Regions from separate parts of the Sus scrofa genome. Here regions 2 and 3 are each linked to region 1. A link is a contact called in public Hi-C and promoter capture Hi-C data. All regions are on one chromosome and are shown on one strand. Each heading gives the region's core, a stretch centred on a gene start, on an enhancer-like site or on the middle of the called end of the contact. The rest is flanking DNA. Distances are from core to core; before and after follow the strand shown. Region 1 holds the start of ST6GALNAC4 (ST6 N-acetylgalactosaminide alpha-2,6-sialyltransferase 4). Region 2 holds the start of TOR2A (prosalusin). Region 3 holds the start of SH2D3C (SH2 domain-containing protein 3C).

Evidence for each region. Promoter capture Hi-C pulls out the DNA fragments that hold promoters and counts their contacts. Hi-C and Micro-C count contacts between places; a contact is called where the count stands out from the background.
Region 2: a contact with region 1 is called in a Hi-C map of liver, with 3 times the contacts expected there. The contact joins the promoter of TOR2A here to the promoter of ST6GALNAC4 in region 1. A contact is called at or near these places in 2 of 5 promoter capture datasets (fetal skeletal muscle and liver), 19 of 47 Hi-C or Micro-C datasets (alveolar macrophages, blood, brain and 11 more) and 1 of 2 datasets of contacts at active chromatin or transcription factors (skeletal muscle).
Region 3: a promoter capture Hi-C map of liver shows a contact between it and region 1, with 4 times the contacts expected there. The contact joins the promoter of SH2D3C here to the promoter of ST6GALNAC4 in region 1. A contact is called at or near these places in 5 of 5 promoter capture datasets (fetal liver, fetal skeletal muscle, liver and 1 more), 4 of 47 Hi-C or Micro-C datasets (blood, embryonic fibroblasts and heart right ventricle) and 2 of 2 datasets of contacts at active chromatin or transcription factors (alveolar macrophages and skeletal muscle).

The regions. Positions count from the first base shown.
Region 1 is chr1:268,400,377-268,404,699 of Sscrofa11.1, forward strand. It overlaps ST6GALNAC4 (ST6 N-acetylgalactosaminide alpha-2,6-sialyltransferase 4), which reads right to left and starts at 2,073. Exons shown (of 6, transcript NM_213784.1): 1 at 1,905-2,073; 2 at 1,397-1,483. The coding sequence starts at 1,408.
Region 2 is chr1:268,235,306-268,239,628 of Sscrofa11.1, forward strand. TOR2A (prosalusin) reads right to left here and starts at 2,173. Exons shown (of 6, transcript XM_021069354.1): 1 at 1,949-2,173; 2 at 1,195-1,329; 3 at 1,065-1,192; 4 at 158-333. The coding sequence starts at 2,099. It overlaps SH2D3C (SH2 domain-containing protein 3C), which reads right to left. Exons shown (of 13, transcript XM_021069362.1): 13 at 3,662-4,280. The coding sequence ends at 4,105.
Region 3 is chr1:268,268,292-268,272,614 of Sscrofa11.1, forward strand. It overlaps SH2D3C (SH2 domain-containing protein 3C), which reads right to left and starts at 2,104. Exons shown (of 13, transcript XM_021069362.1): 1 at 1,931-2,104. The coding sequence starts at 1,967.

The DNA of each region.
Region 1 (4,323 bases), core at 823-3,322:
GGCCCTGGGATCCCGGGAGGCTTCTGTGGGGGATGGGCAGGGGGAGTGCACACCCTGGCTCCGTAGTTTCCAGCGCATCAGCAGAGTCCACAGTTTCTGTGAACCAGGACTTCCTCTGGGCTGCCAGGCTCAGAGCACATGGGCCCGAGATGAGCCTTATTATTCTCATCTAGATAAGGAAATCAGTTTGGGGAGAAATGTGTCACTCAAAGCTCAGGGGAAGATGGCTGCAGAGTGGGGCCTTGAAATCTCACTGCAGAGCTCGTGCTCTTAACCAGAAGCTGAGGTGCACTGTGCTGGGCCACGTTGGTTACCACCTGGGTCTCTGGTTTCTAATTCTCTTGCAGCCTGCCCAAGGCACAGGTCCCTCTGCACCCCTCAGAAACTACCTAGCAGCCTGCCCAAGGCACAGGTCCCTCTGCACCCCTCAGAAACTACCTAGCAGCCTGCCCAAGGCACAGGTCCCTCTGCACCCCTCAGAAACTACCTAGCAGCCAGCTGGGGCTTTTTGAAAATTAGAGGCAAGGGAGTTCCCGTTGTGGTGGAGCGGAAATGACTCTGGCTAGTATCCATGAGGATGCGGGTTCGATCCCTGGCCACACTTAGTGGGTTAAGGATCCAGCGTTGCCGTGAGCTGTGGTGGAGTTCGCAGACACAGCTGGGATCTGAGTTGCTGAGGCTGTGGCACAGGCCGGCCACTGGAGCCCCAATACGACCCTTAACCTGGGAACTTCCATATGCCGTGGGTGAGGCCCTAAAAAGCCAAAAAAAAAAAAAAAAAAAAAAAAAAAAAGAAGAAAAGAAAAAGAGAGAAAATTAGAGGTAAAAAAAGCAGCCCCCATCACTTCCTGCCAGAGACCCACCCTTTTCTGCCCACAAGCCACTTCAGTTTCTAAAAATAAATCTGCAGGCCAGCTGCATGGAGGAAGGGGGTTCAGCCCCTGAGGCCCCAGGCTGTGCCTGACACCTGGTCCCCTGCCCACAGGGGACCCAGAGGCCTTGATTCAGGCAGCTGTGGCTGACTCCTCACAACAGCCAGGGCTTTCTCCAGGGGCTGCTGAGTAAAGTCAAGGGCAGCTACACTGAACTTTCCCAACATATCCCCTCCCAGGCAGATGCTCACCTGGGTGACCTTGGGGACACTCACAGGAGGCAGTGTATTATCTGTATTTTACAGCAAAGAGGAGCAAGGCACTGAAATCAGAGAGAGAATGCCACTTGCCTGGGCCACACAGCCTGCCTGATCAGGGACGGACTTTGAGGCCAGCCTGCCCTTCTCCTCTGAGCCGCGGAGTCAGAAGGGACAGTCAGTTCTGGGGTGGGAGGGGCTTCTGAGGCTGCTGTGCCAGAAGCCACCTCTGAGTCCCCTGTGAGCCTTCCCCCTTCCTTCACTTACTGGAGGCTTCATGCTGTCGCTGCTACTCAGCAGGCTGGTGGCTGCTGCCTCCAGGGATCAGGCCGGGAAGGGACCGGAGCCGGGGACCTGCCAAGAGCCAGAACCTCAGAGTTGGGTCCCAGGCCTCTGAGGAAACTGGCCAGAGAAACTGAGGCAGGAGAGGGTACAGGCCAGAGTCAAGGCAGATGGCTTCTGGGAATCAAATGCCTTAAAGTCCCCAAACACGGGGAAGCAGTGTCCCCATCCTAAAGGAGCTAGAATCGGTGACCCTTGGGAAGTCCCTGCCAACCCAGGCGCCATCGTGCAGATGGAGAAGGAGGCGGACACGGGGAGACCTCGGTTCAAGGTCACCCACGGAGTCTGGGTCAGAGAGAACCAGGAGCCTGGAGCCCCGACTCCCATCGCATCGTTCCTATTTCACCAACGGAGAGGCCTGGGGCGGGACAGGACGAGGGATTCCCACCCCACTCCCAGATTCCACCGCCCCTCTCCCCGGCCGGGCGCGAACCTGGAGGGCGGCTTGGGACGGGCCGGCTGCTCCCGATCCGCTGCTCGGAGCTCCATGGCCCGTGAGCCGGACTGCCGGACTGGAAGCCGGAGCCCCGGGGCGGAGGCGGCGCGGCGCGGCAGCTTCTGGAGGCTGGAAGCCGAACCAGCACCGCCGCCGGGGCGGGGCTTGCGGGGACGGGGCGGAGACAGGCGCGCTAGGGGCGGGGCGAGGGACGTGAGCCGCGGCGGCGCCGAGGCGGCCAGGACCCGGGACCCCGCCTCAGCCGCGGGGGGCGGAGTCTGACCTCCCGCATCTCCCCTCTTCCGCGCTCCCGCGCTTCGCCCAACCTCCTACGGGGGATGGGAGTAGGTGGGGCGCAGAGGGAAAAAACAGCCTGGAGGGTGTCGGAACCTCTGCCCCGGTTCTCCGGCCACCGGACTGGAGTTTCTTCTCCATTTCGGAAGCCGGCGAGGGTAGGGTGGGGGTTAAGCGGGGTTTTAGGGTCAGGCGGCCCCGGGTATCAAGATAGTAGGGTTGCCAGATTTAGGAGGTAAGATAGAAGATGCTCACTTATATTGGAATTTCAGAAACAGCCAATGCCCATAATTATATGAAAAAAATCTGAAATCTCACCGTAACTGGGCGCCCTGTGTTTTCTCTGGCAGCCTTACCTGCACCACCTCTGACGGCGTGACCTTCACCTTGAAACTGACAGTATTAAGGGCCTGAACCTAGCCAGAACACAGGTTGGGACTTGAACCCACGTGCACCAGGGGACTCGAACCCAGCCTGAACCTAGACTGGGACTTGAACCCAAGGTTTTGGGGTTTTTTTTTTTTGGTCTTTTTGACATTTCTTAGGCCGCTCCTGCGGCATATGGAGGTTCCCAGGCTAGGTAGGGGTCTAATCGGAGCTGTAGCTGCCAGCCTACGCCAGAGCCCCAGCAACGCGGGATCCGAGCCGCGTCTGCGACCTACACCACAGCTCACCGGCAGTGCCAGATCGTCAACCCACTGAGTAAGCGCAGGGGTCGAACCTGCAACCTCATGTAAACCCACGGTTTTAAATTAGAATCCCTCATTCTGTGTCTGGACTCACTGAGGCTGAGAAGGAATTCAACCTCAAGGTTGAAAGAACTCAGCCAGAGACAAAGTGATAGGCAAGAAATAGATTTATTAGGATAGGACGCTTGGGAGAGATGGAAGCTCTGCCTCCAGGATCTGGTGCTTTTATCATCCAAGGGGAGTTGGGGTTGGAAAAGCCCGCCTCTTCCTTTCTGGAAGTAGTAGCTCCTCCTTAGTAAGGTGTGGATTCAAATCCGCAGAAGGGTGGTCTTCAAATTCTTGCCCTTGGTCTGAATATGCCTGCAGGCCTCATCCCATCCCCCACCCAACGACCTGAGGCCGTTCTCAAGGCTCCACTCATGCAGCAAAGCTGCCTTGTTCCGATAGCTTTTGTGAGCAATTGATTTACTTACAGCGATCTCCCCTAAGTTTCCCTCATTATCCGTGGTCCTTTATTGGGATTTCTAAAAATACCTGTGTTCACCCCATCCCTATCAACATGAGCGTCAGTTTCTCCCCTCTGTGCAGTGGGGATGATAATAGCGCACACATCCCAATGAGACAGTGCAGGGGGGACACATGGCAGAGCCAAGATCCAAACCCTGGGCCGTCTCACTTTGGAGCCAGGGCTCTGACCACTTACTTTTCACTTCTCAAACGCCTGTGTTTTGTGGCAGGGCCCAGTGGTAAGACCAGGTGAGAATCCCACGACTGGGGAATACACAGAACAGAGCCAGTATTTGATTTACTTATTTGTTTTGCTTTTCCAGGCCACACCCTCGGCATATGGAGGTTCCCAGGCTAGGGGTTAAATCAGAGCTGCAGCTGCCGGCTTACACCACAGCCACAGCCACCGGGGATCCAAGCCTCATCTGCGACCTACACCACAGCTCACGGCAATGCCAGATCCTTAACCCACTGAGCGAGGCCAGGGGTCTAACTGGCGTCCTCATGGTTCCTAGTCAGGTTCATTACCAAGGCACCGCGGCAGGAACTCCCTGCAGTATTTAATTTACGAGTCACTTGGTTTACTGCACACAATTAGTGTACAACACACATGAGTCAAAGTAAGAACAATAGAAAAGGGGATTTAAAAAAACACTCCAAGTAGTTTGGGAAGGTGGCGTCTCAGCACACGTGAGCATTGGGCTCTGGTTCAGCTGACTGGGACTCATGACAAAGGTGAGTGGGAAGGAAAGACACACTTGCTTCTGCTCCAACAGAGCATCCGTGTGGAAGAGCTCTCGGCAGCGTGGAGTCTTCCAACAAAGATCTTCAAGTAGCTCAGCTCTGCGATCTCATTTTAAGGGAATCTGCCTGTAGGGTATAACCTGATGCCCCCAAGGGATCTCATCTCTATCTGTCACTCTTTC
Region 2 (4,323 bases), core at 923-3,422, 160 kb before region 1:
GTGGCTGTGGTGTAGACCGGCAGCTACAGATCCAATTCTACCCCTCGTCTGGGACCTCCATGTGCCGCTGGTGCGGCCCTACCTAAAAATAAAAATAAATTAAAAAAGACTGGAGAGCTGAGACCTCTGAGAAGTGTCCCCGCAAAGCCAGCCCTACCTGATGAAGATGAAGATGGCTTTGCGGTAGTTGGTCCCATAGACAACCCAGGAGGAGCCCAAGAAAGGTCGCAGGACCTCTATCAGGCCTGGGGTCAGCTTGTCCATCTCATCGAAGAGGAAGAGGGAGCGGCTGCAGGCAGTGAGATTCCCCTGGATCCAGCTCTTGAGATCCTTCTGTGGGAGGCAGGCAAGAGCATGTGGGGGGCCTGGAGATGCTCCCCCGGCCTGGACTTCTTCCCAAGGCAAGAACTAATCTCCTTCCCAAGAAGACAGGTCTCCCAGAGAGCCCCAATCCCTTAATGAGACTGAGGGTGAAACTGTGGCCCAGAGAGGGGTAGAGACTTGCCCAAACTCGCACAGCAAGTTAGCAGGAGAACAGGGACTCAGACCCAGGCCTCACACCTGCCTGTTCAAGGCTCCTTCCCTGAAATCTACTGCTTTCAAGAAAAGGGATAGGCTCCTTCCTGCTTCCTGAACCTGCCCAACAGCGTTGACAGCTGAAACAGATCAGCCTGGAAGGTACCTTGCATTCAACAGCATCAAGAGTGATGTGAGCTAATATTTCCTGGGGGCTTACTCAAATTGAGGCTAAGTGCTTTACAGAGAGAGGATAATGCAGACAGACTGGCAAAGGTAAATGTTCAATAAAAAATACCTGCGAATCTGTAATGTCCCACACAACAACCCTAGCAGGTAGGTGCCATGACTGCTCCCCAGGAATTAAACCGAGAACTCCCTGCCAGATGGCACCATCCCAAGCTCTGTTCAGGATGGGTCCTGAGAGCTGAGGCTTCACCTGGCTGTGTGGCCTGGAGCGAGTAAGGGATTCCCCTCTCTGGGCTCAGGTCTCCCTCCCTTGGGTCTGGCACCCCACAGGACAATGGTCTAGGACGCCACCAGCCTACCTTGTAGCGCTCCATGTGGCTGGGGTGGGGGAAGTGGATGACGGGGGAAAAGTGATGCACATGGGGGCTGCGGAGGCCACCCCGGAAGAGGTAGTGTGCCAGCAGGGAGCTGACATAGGACTTGCCGTGCCCGTCCAGCCATGCAGAGAGAGGACCAGCGGCTTGGTGGGGGCTGGGTCCTGCACGAAAGCCTTCAGTGCCTTCACCACCAGCGCCCTGGCCAAGTGCTGGCCCGCCAGGTGCTGGGCCAGGTCACACTCCAGACCTAGGACCACAAGAAGGACAGTATCAGAGCTGAGGACACACGCCCACCACGGAAGAGGTTCAGGAGGCAAACCACGTCTGGAACCTGGTCTAAGGATCCGCGTGTTCTGGGACAGTTTTACGAGCGGTCTGCGGAAAGGGAGAGTGGCCCTTGGATTCTCTGGTCATAGGAGCGACCCTCAGGCCTGACTCAGCTCGGCAGCGCCCCCATCAGGTGGCCCTCTGGATTGCGTTCGGACCTAAGGGGGTGCGAGCTGTCAAGAGAATCGCCTCCAAATCCCTGCCCATCTCCAAGGCAGGCTTCTCCCTTGACAGCCAGTCCAGTGTGGAGGCATAAACGCCCCCCACCCCTGCCAAGGCCCAGCTGTCAAAAGACCCTCTCCATCCTGGCAGGACTGTGCCTAGACCCCAGATAGGCATCCCCAAACCCTTGTCCCAAGCCCCGTGCCCTAAGCTCCCAGGGTCCCTCAACGTCAGGCCCACTTCCGGCCTTGGCCGCCCGTAAGTTTGGGGGTCCTGCCCCCCGTTCTCTCCTCCAGGTCCGGCCCCGGAGCAACCCTGGGTTCCGAGAGCTCCCCGGTCTACCAGCTCCCCCAGTTCAGGCTCCCGAGGCTCCTCACCCTGGAAGTCTGGCCGGAAGTCACATTCACAGAAGGTGCCGAAGTTGCAGCGCAGCGATGTCAGGTCCCAGGAGGCGGCCGCGGCCGAGACCAGCCCAAGCAGCCCGAGGAGCGAACTCCAGAGGCTGCAGCCGCACGTCGCAGCCGCCATCCGGGTGAGGCCGGAGCTGGGTCTGAGGCCGCCAACTGCCTCGTTCGAGAACTACAACTCCCGACGTGCATCGCTCTGCGGCAGCCACCGTCTGTAGCCTACAACTCCCGACTCCCCTCTCTCCCCTCTCAAAGGCCCGCCCCTTGGTCGTCCCGCTGCAGGACCGGAAGATGATCTACAGGGGGAGCCCGCGAACCGTCCAATCCAGGACTGCGGCTGCGTTTCCATGGCTACGGTAACTAGGGGGACCATCACAGTAGCTCCGAAAGAATAATAAATAAAGGATTATGACCACAAAGGGTGACGTAACAATTGTAGCAAAAACTTGTGGGGGCACTTTACACCTTGCAAAGCGCCCTTTCCGTGCTCTTTTTTCTCTTTTATATGATAAAAGAGCGCTGATAGATTTTGGTGAACACCTACTATGTGCATTAGTGTGAGGCGCCTTATATATCTTGTGATAACCGTACCTGTCACACAGAGGAATGGTGATATTTCAAGGAGGTACAGGCACATAAAGTGTGTTGGCTCACAAAGCAATCAATAGATGACCATTGACAATCCATTATGAAACATGGCTGTCCCTTATGTAGCAGCTGCTATGTGCTTTAACATCAAGCAAAAGGGATCAGATCTGTTATTGTCCCCATTTACTGAGAAGGAAATTGGGACCCAAGAGGTTAAGCCCCTTATCCAAGGCCACCTGGCTAGTGAACAATAGAACAGAACCCAAATCTGGCTGCTGCCAAAGATCTAACACACCGTCACCCATCCTCTCTTGGTCAAAGGCAACGGATCTTGGACAATTCAAATTCAGTCAATAGGCTCCCCAGGCCTCTAGTCTGGCCTGGCATCATGTGGATCTACATTGCCTACCTCCCCAACCCATGAAATCAAGACAACTGCTTTCGTGGCTCTCCTCAAAGATTCCCTGCCCCATCTACCCTTTGTGGTCATAATCCTTTATTTATTATTCTTTCAGAGCTACTGTAATGGTACACACACACACACGCACACGCACACACACATATGCATGCACGCACACAGCACGCAGCAAGGATTTCTGTGGCCACGTTTCAAAACCTGAAAAGAAATTAGTGGTTCCCACTTTTGGGAGCAGAAAAGGAAAGAACTCCAGGTCAGGATGCCCAGATTCCAGCCTTTCTCATTCTGAGGCTGGAACCAAGGGCAAGTCCCTTCTCCCTCCAGTTCTCGATCTCCCTAGGGGAGCTGGAGTCTTAGATTTCAAAAAGCCCTTCCACTTCAAGTATCTGGGATCCTTGGCTGTACCTTTGTGCAGAAGCTTTGCTATGGCTTCTGGAGGAAGGGAATGGGGTGGGGGAGGGGACGGGGGGCAGGATTTCTCTGTTTGGAATTAGTTACCTTCCCTACTGGCCTGTGGGCTCCTCCAGGACAGGAGCTGGGTTTTAGTATTGCCTGTAACTCTGGCTCTGGGTACAATCTGGAATGTTTCAGGTGCTAAATAAGTGTTTGTTGAATGAATTTTTCCACCTTTCACGTGAGAAAAGATGGTTCCTTCCACCCCAGGGCCCCCTGAGAGATAGAAGAAAGTCATAAAAGTTTATTATATGAAAGAAAGAACGTGGTTTCTGTACATCTATTTACATAACAGACAGATGTATTTACAGCCAGAGGGAGGCCTGGGTGTCCGTGGGGGACAGATGCCTGGAGAAGCAGGAGGAGGCGTGAGAAGCCTCCCGCCGCTCAAACACAGGGCACCTCAGCGGGAAGTGGAGAAGCCGAAGCTGGAGGAAGAACCAGGCATTCCAGTTCTTCCTGAAGGGAAGCTCGGTGAATGAGTAGCAGGTGGGATGGAGCCCAGAGTCCACGTAAGACCCTGGCGGTACGAGGGAGATCCTGGGTTGAACCCAGAACATTCTCAGGCTGATCACAGTGTCCCTGGGGTGCTCTGGGGAGAGGTCTGTGCCCTTCTGGCCCCATTGCTGCCCGCAGCTGCAGAGGGGAAGGGTCCATGGCGGGGGTGTCACAGCTCGCTGGAGCGGACGGCAGGTTCCAGCTTGTGTGACAGGGCAGTGAGGACCTTGTCAAACTTCTCGTAGCGCCGGGCCTGGCTGCTGCTGGCACCCTGGCTGCCCCAGAGGAGGCGCATCTGGAACTCCGTGCTGAAGACCTCGAGGAGCTCCGGCCGGGCCTGGAACCCTGCAGGGTGGGGCACAGGGGTCAGGGGACTGCTGTCCAGCTG
Region 3 (4,323 bases), core at 854-3,353, 130 kb before region 1:
ACTGAGGGTCCGAGGAGGGTGGGGAGCTTCATTGACAGCCCCTCTAAGTGTTATGGTATATATGGCAGCTCTGGAATCACATAGCCCTGGGCTTGGATCCCTTGAATTCCACATTCTAGCTGTGGACCTTAGGCAAGTCACTTGACCTCTCTGAACCCCATTCTCCACGTCAGTAAAATAGAGATTACAGTACCCATTCTATGGGCAATAGGAGTATTGAAAAAAAGCACAAACCCATCACACAACTAACATGCCTGGGAGTTCCCATCGTAGCTCAGTGGCAACAAACCCGACTCGTATCCATGAGGATTCGGGTTCGATCCCTGGCCTCACTCAGTAGGTTAAGGATCCAGGGTTGCTGTGCGCTGTGATGTAGGTCAAAGTCTCGCCTTGGATCCCACGTTGCTGTGGCTGTGGTGTAGACTGGCAGCTACGGCTCTGATTAGACCCCTAGCCTGGGAACCTCCATATGCCAAGGGTGGGGCCATTAAAAATCAAGAAAATAACGAGGATAATGATGACAGTGATGACAACAGATGCCTTTGCATTTGGCAAACATGCTCCATGCTTTCAATACGTCACTGGATTCTCAGCCCAACTCCATGATACAAGTTGAACCTGCCCATTTTCCAGATGAGGAGACTGAGGTTCTGAGCTAGGAAGTGATCTGCCCGAAGTCACACAGCCGGGAGGGGAAGCATGTATATTGTGCGTGTGTGATGTGTGTGTAGGGGGTGGGGAGGGGGTGTTTGAACAAGGCTCTGGGCCCCTGTGGGGAGGATGAACTGAGATGGGGCTTGCGGGGAGCGTGAGGGTCCCACTCCCTGCGGTTTTCTCCTTCCTGTCAGCTGAGTCCAAGGTCGGGACTCAGGCAGCCGTGCTCGGGTGATACCATCTCCTCATTTCCGCAGGGGTGCCTGTCTGTCCCCTCCCCTGTGTCCCCAGCTGTGGGACTGCCTCTCCTCACAGCCACCACCATCTGACTGACTTCACTACAGCCCCCAGATAAGCAAAAAGGAAAAACTGTGTTTTCCACTTCCTTGGCCAGTTCGGCCTCCTTGGGAACTGGCAACCGCGTTGGAACGTAGGATGCCCCCTTTTGACTGGAGAGGAAACTGAGGCCCAGAGAGGGGAAGGGACTTGCCCAGGGTCACAAAGCAAGGCTGAGCCTGGACATGGGCCCAGGGCTCCGGACTGCCGGGGCCAGTGCTCTGGGGCTTTCCTTCCCGTCCTGCCCACCCTCCCCTTGGTCTTAGCCTCCGCTTCCCGACAAGCTGTCAGAAAACGCTGATGCTCTGATCTCAGAAAGCTACGCCGGGGGCAGAAACCGTGCCAATGACAGCCCAGTGCCTCCTTTCTCAGCACCGCTTGTTTTGTCTCTTGGACACTGATGGGACCAGCAGATCACCAACCTGGGGAAGCAGAGTGATGGGGGGAGCGGAGTGAGGTGCTCGGGGTCCCAGCATCCCTGCAGGTGGGGACATGGGACAGTATCCCATGGCACGCCCTCTCGCCAAACTCAGCCCCAGCCACCCCCAACCTGAGACCCCCACGTGAACCAGCCCCAGAGGCAGGGGACCGAGTGCCTGCAGGTCCCTGGTCCAACCCTGAGGTCACAGGGACCCAGAGGAGGCACAGGCGCAAGGAGAGACTGCGAGACTGCGGGTGGGGAGAGACAGAGAAAGCAAGTTGGGCAGAGACCGGCGAGGGAAGACCGGAGATGGAGAAGCCAAACCAGCGGGAGAGAGTGGACCAGAGTGATGGAGAGATGGCCATATGGAAACCCAGAAGCAGAGGCCTCTGGAGAGAGACAGATGGACAGAAAGAGAAAGAGAAACAAGGCAGAGGGATGAAGAAACAGATGCAGAGAGGCTGCGGTGGACGGACAGACGGAGGATGAAAGACCGCCCGAACAGCACCCCGCACTCACTGAACTTCTTGCTGGCCTTCTTGGTCCCCTCTGTCATCTTGGCAAGTCGCGCAAAGCCCCTGGCCGGAAGGCAAGTGGCCCCTGGAAGCTCTGGACATCAATGCTGAAGCTGAGATGCCTCCCTCACCTCCCCTTCCCCTTTCTCGCGCCCTCTCACTCGCTTCCTCTGTATATTTTTAAAACAGCGAAACTCCCACAGCCCCACCCTCCTCGTCCTCTCCACAGGGGGCGGAGGCAGGGGCCTCCCCCAGTCCCCAGTGGGCCTCCTCCTTCGCCTCGCCAGCGGGGATGCAGGGGGCAGACCACAAGCGCATGGGATCAGAAAGGTCTGGGAAATAAACCACAGGCTCTGGGAAAGGAGCCCACTGGGCTGGGGGGCTCTGGGGACCTGCCAACAGCTGTCAGGGGGTCTGGCCAGCAGGCTGGGAGGGTGCAGGGGAGTTTATTCTAAGCCTCAGTGCTGGGGGACGCCCTGGCAGTGGTGGCTGGGAGAGTGCTGTGGTTTGGCTGATAGGCTCTGGGACCCAGACCCAGATTCAAGTCTTGGCTGGCCACTGTGTCGCCGTGTCATCCTAGACCAGGAAGCTCATCACCCCAAGCCTCGGTTTCCTCTCTGTGAGTGGGGCAACGGGTTGCCATGTCCACCTCTCAGGGCCTGGGGCTTGTTCTAAAGCCTGGCCCAGAATCACTGCCCACCAAGGCACAGTCACTCCTTTTCAAGCTAGCAGGGATGTGGCCATAATTTGGTCCAGCACACCCATTGCACAGAGATGGGAAAACTGAGGCACAGACAGGGAGAAGATTTGGCTCAGGTCGTATAGTAGGTTGGTGGCCCAGACCAGGCTACAACTGGCCCTTCCAGGCCTCTTAGCCCACTGCCAGGTGCTTTTCCACCTTATAACCAACGTGTGCGTGTGTGTGTGTGTGTGTGTGTGTGTGTGTCTAGGTACACTCATGGGCAGGACAGCGATGAGGAAGTGAAACCTCCCCTGCACAGGTTGTTCCTGACACCTGTAGAGGTTTCCAGCAGCTGCTGGGTTGGGGGCGGGGGAGCTGAAGAACCAGGAGCTTCCAATCCTGATCTGAGTGCTGTGGACAAGTCACTTCTGCCTCTGAAGCCTCAGGCACGTAGTCTCCAGCACGGGCGTGAGTGCAAGGCACACAGTGAGCTGCGGGGGCTCCAGCAGGTTTACGCTGGACGTTTTTACACTGGTCCCAGGGCTGGCAAGTGGGACTGTGAGAGGGGAAGTCCAAGGTCAGATGGGGCCCCTTCTGCATCCTCCGTAACAATAACGACTGTTAACAACGACCGATCCCCGACTACCCGCCAGGCAGAGGGCTCCATCCTTGGGCCCTAAACGGCAAACGTTCCTTCTTTTTGTCCTCACTCTACAGATGCGGACAAGGAGACCCCCCAAAAGTCAGGTTACCTGGAACTGGGTCCTGCTTGTCCAGCTGTGGAGCCCAGGATCCCAACTCCCACACTCACAGCTCCCGCCACCCTCTGGCACCTGGATGAGCCATCTGGGGGTGGGGGAGGGGAGGACCACTGGACCTTCTCCACGGAAAGAAGGGGAACCTGAGCCCCCAGAAGGGAAAGGGACACAGACAGAGGCAGCACCCAGGCCTGGATGGGACAAGTGTTCCAAGTTCAGATGAAAGCGGGGGAGTCTTGGGACCACAGGCTTGGGAGGACGAGGGGATACAACTCCAGCTCCTTCTACGGAGCACTTGACCATGAGCCGGGCATGAGCTGGAAGCCTCCGCGAAACCCTTACAACAGACCTGTGGCTTCCCATTTCACAGATGAGGAAACTGAGGCTCGAGAGGGGCAGAGACTGGACAGACAGATACCTAGATGTTCTAACTTCCAGACCAGTACCCCTGCCCGCCTCTGGGGTGTTATCAGAGGAGGGAGAGGGAGGGGCCCGTGGCCTGGTGGCAGCAGGGGAGTCTTGGGGTGGGAGGTGGAGCGTGGGTCCCCCAGCTTCCCTCCCAGGAGGCAGCTGCAGTGATTTGGGCTAACCGCTAAGGCTATGGCATCACTTCCCAGCCAGGGCCACCCCCACGTGCTGTGTGATCCTCCCTAAGGGATGTCACCTCTCTGAGTCTCGCTTTCCCCACCTGTGAAATGGGGTCACAGTAGCCCCTGCTTCCTGGGATGGCTGGGAAGACCAAAGAAGGAGATATGTTGGCCCAGGCCAGTATGCCCGCCCGTGGCCTTGGTAAACCCAGGGGGCTGTTTCTGAGGAATGGGGCTGGTTCAGGCCAGCTCCAGAGTGGCACAGGCCAGGAACAGCCCGGAGCAGACGCCTGGTGCGAGCCCTGGAAGTCTCGGCCCCGGCGAGGCGGTGGAGGGGCCTTGTCAGCACTAGGCTGGCCCTGCCGTTGGC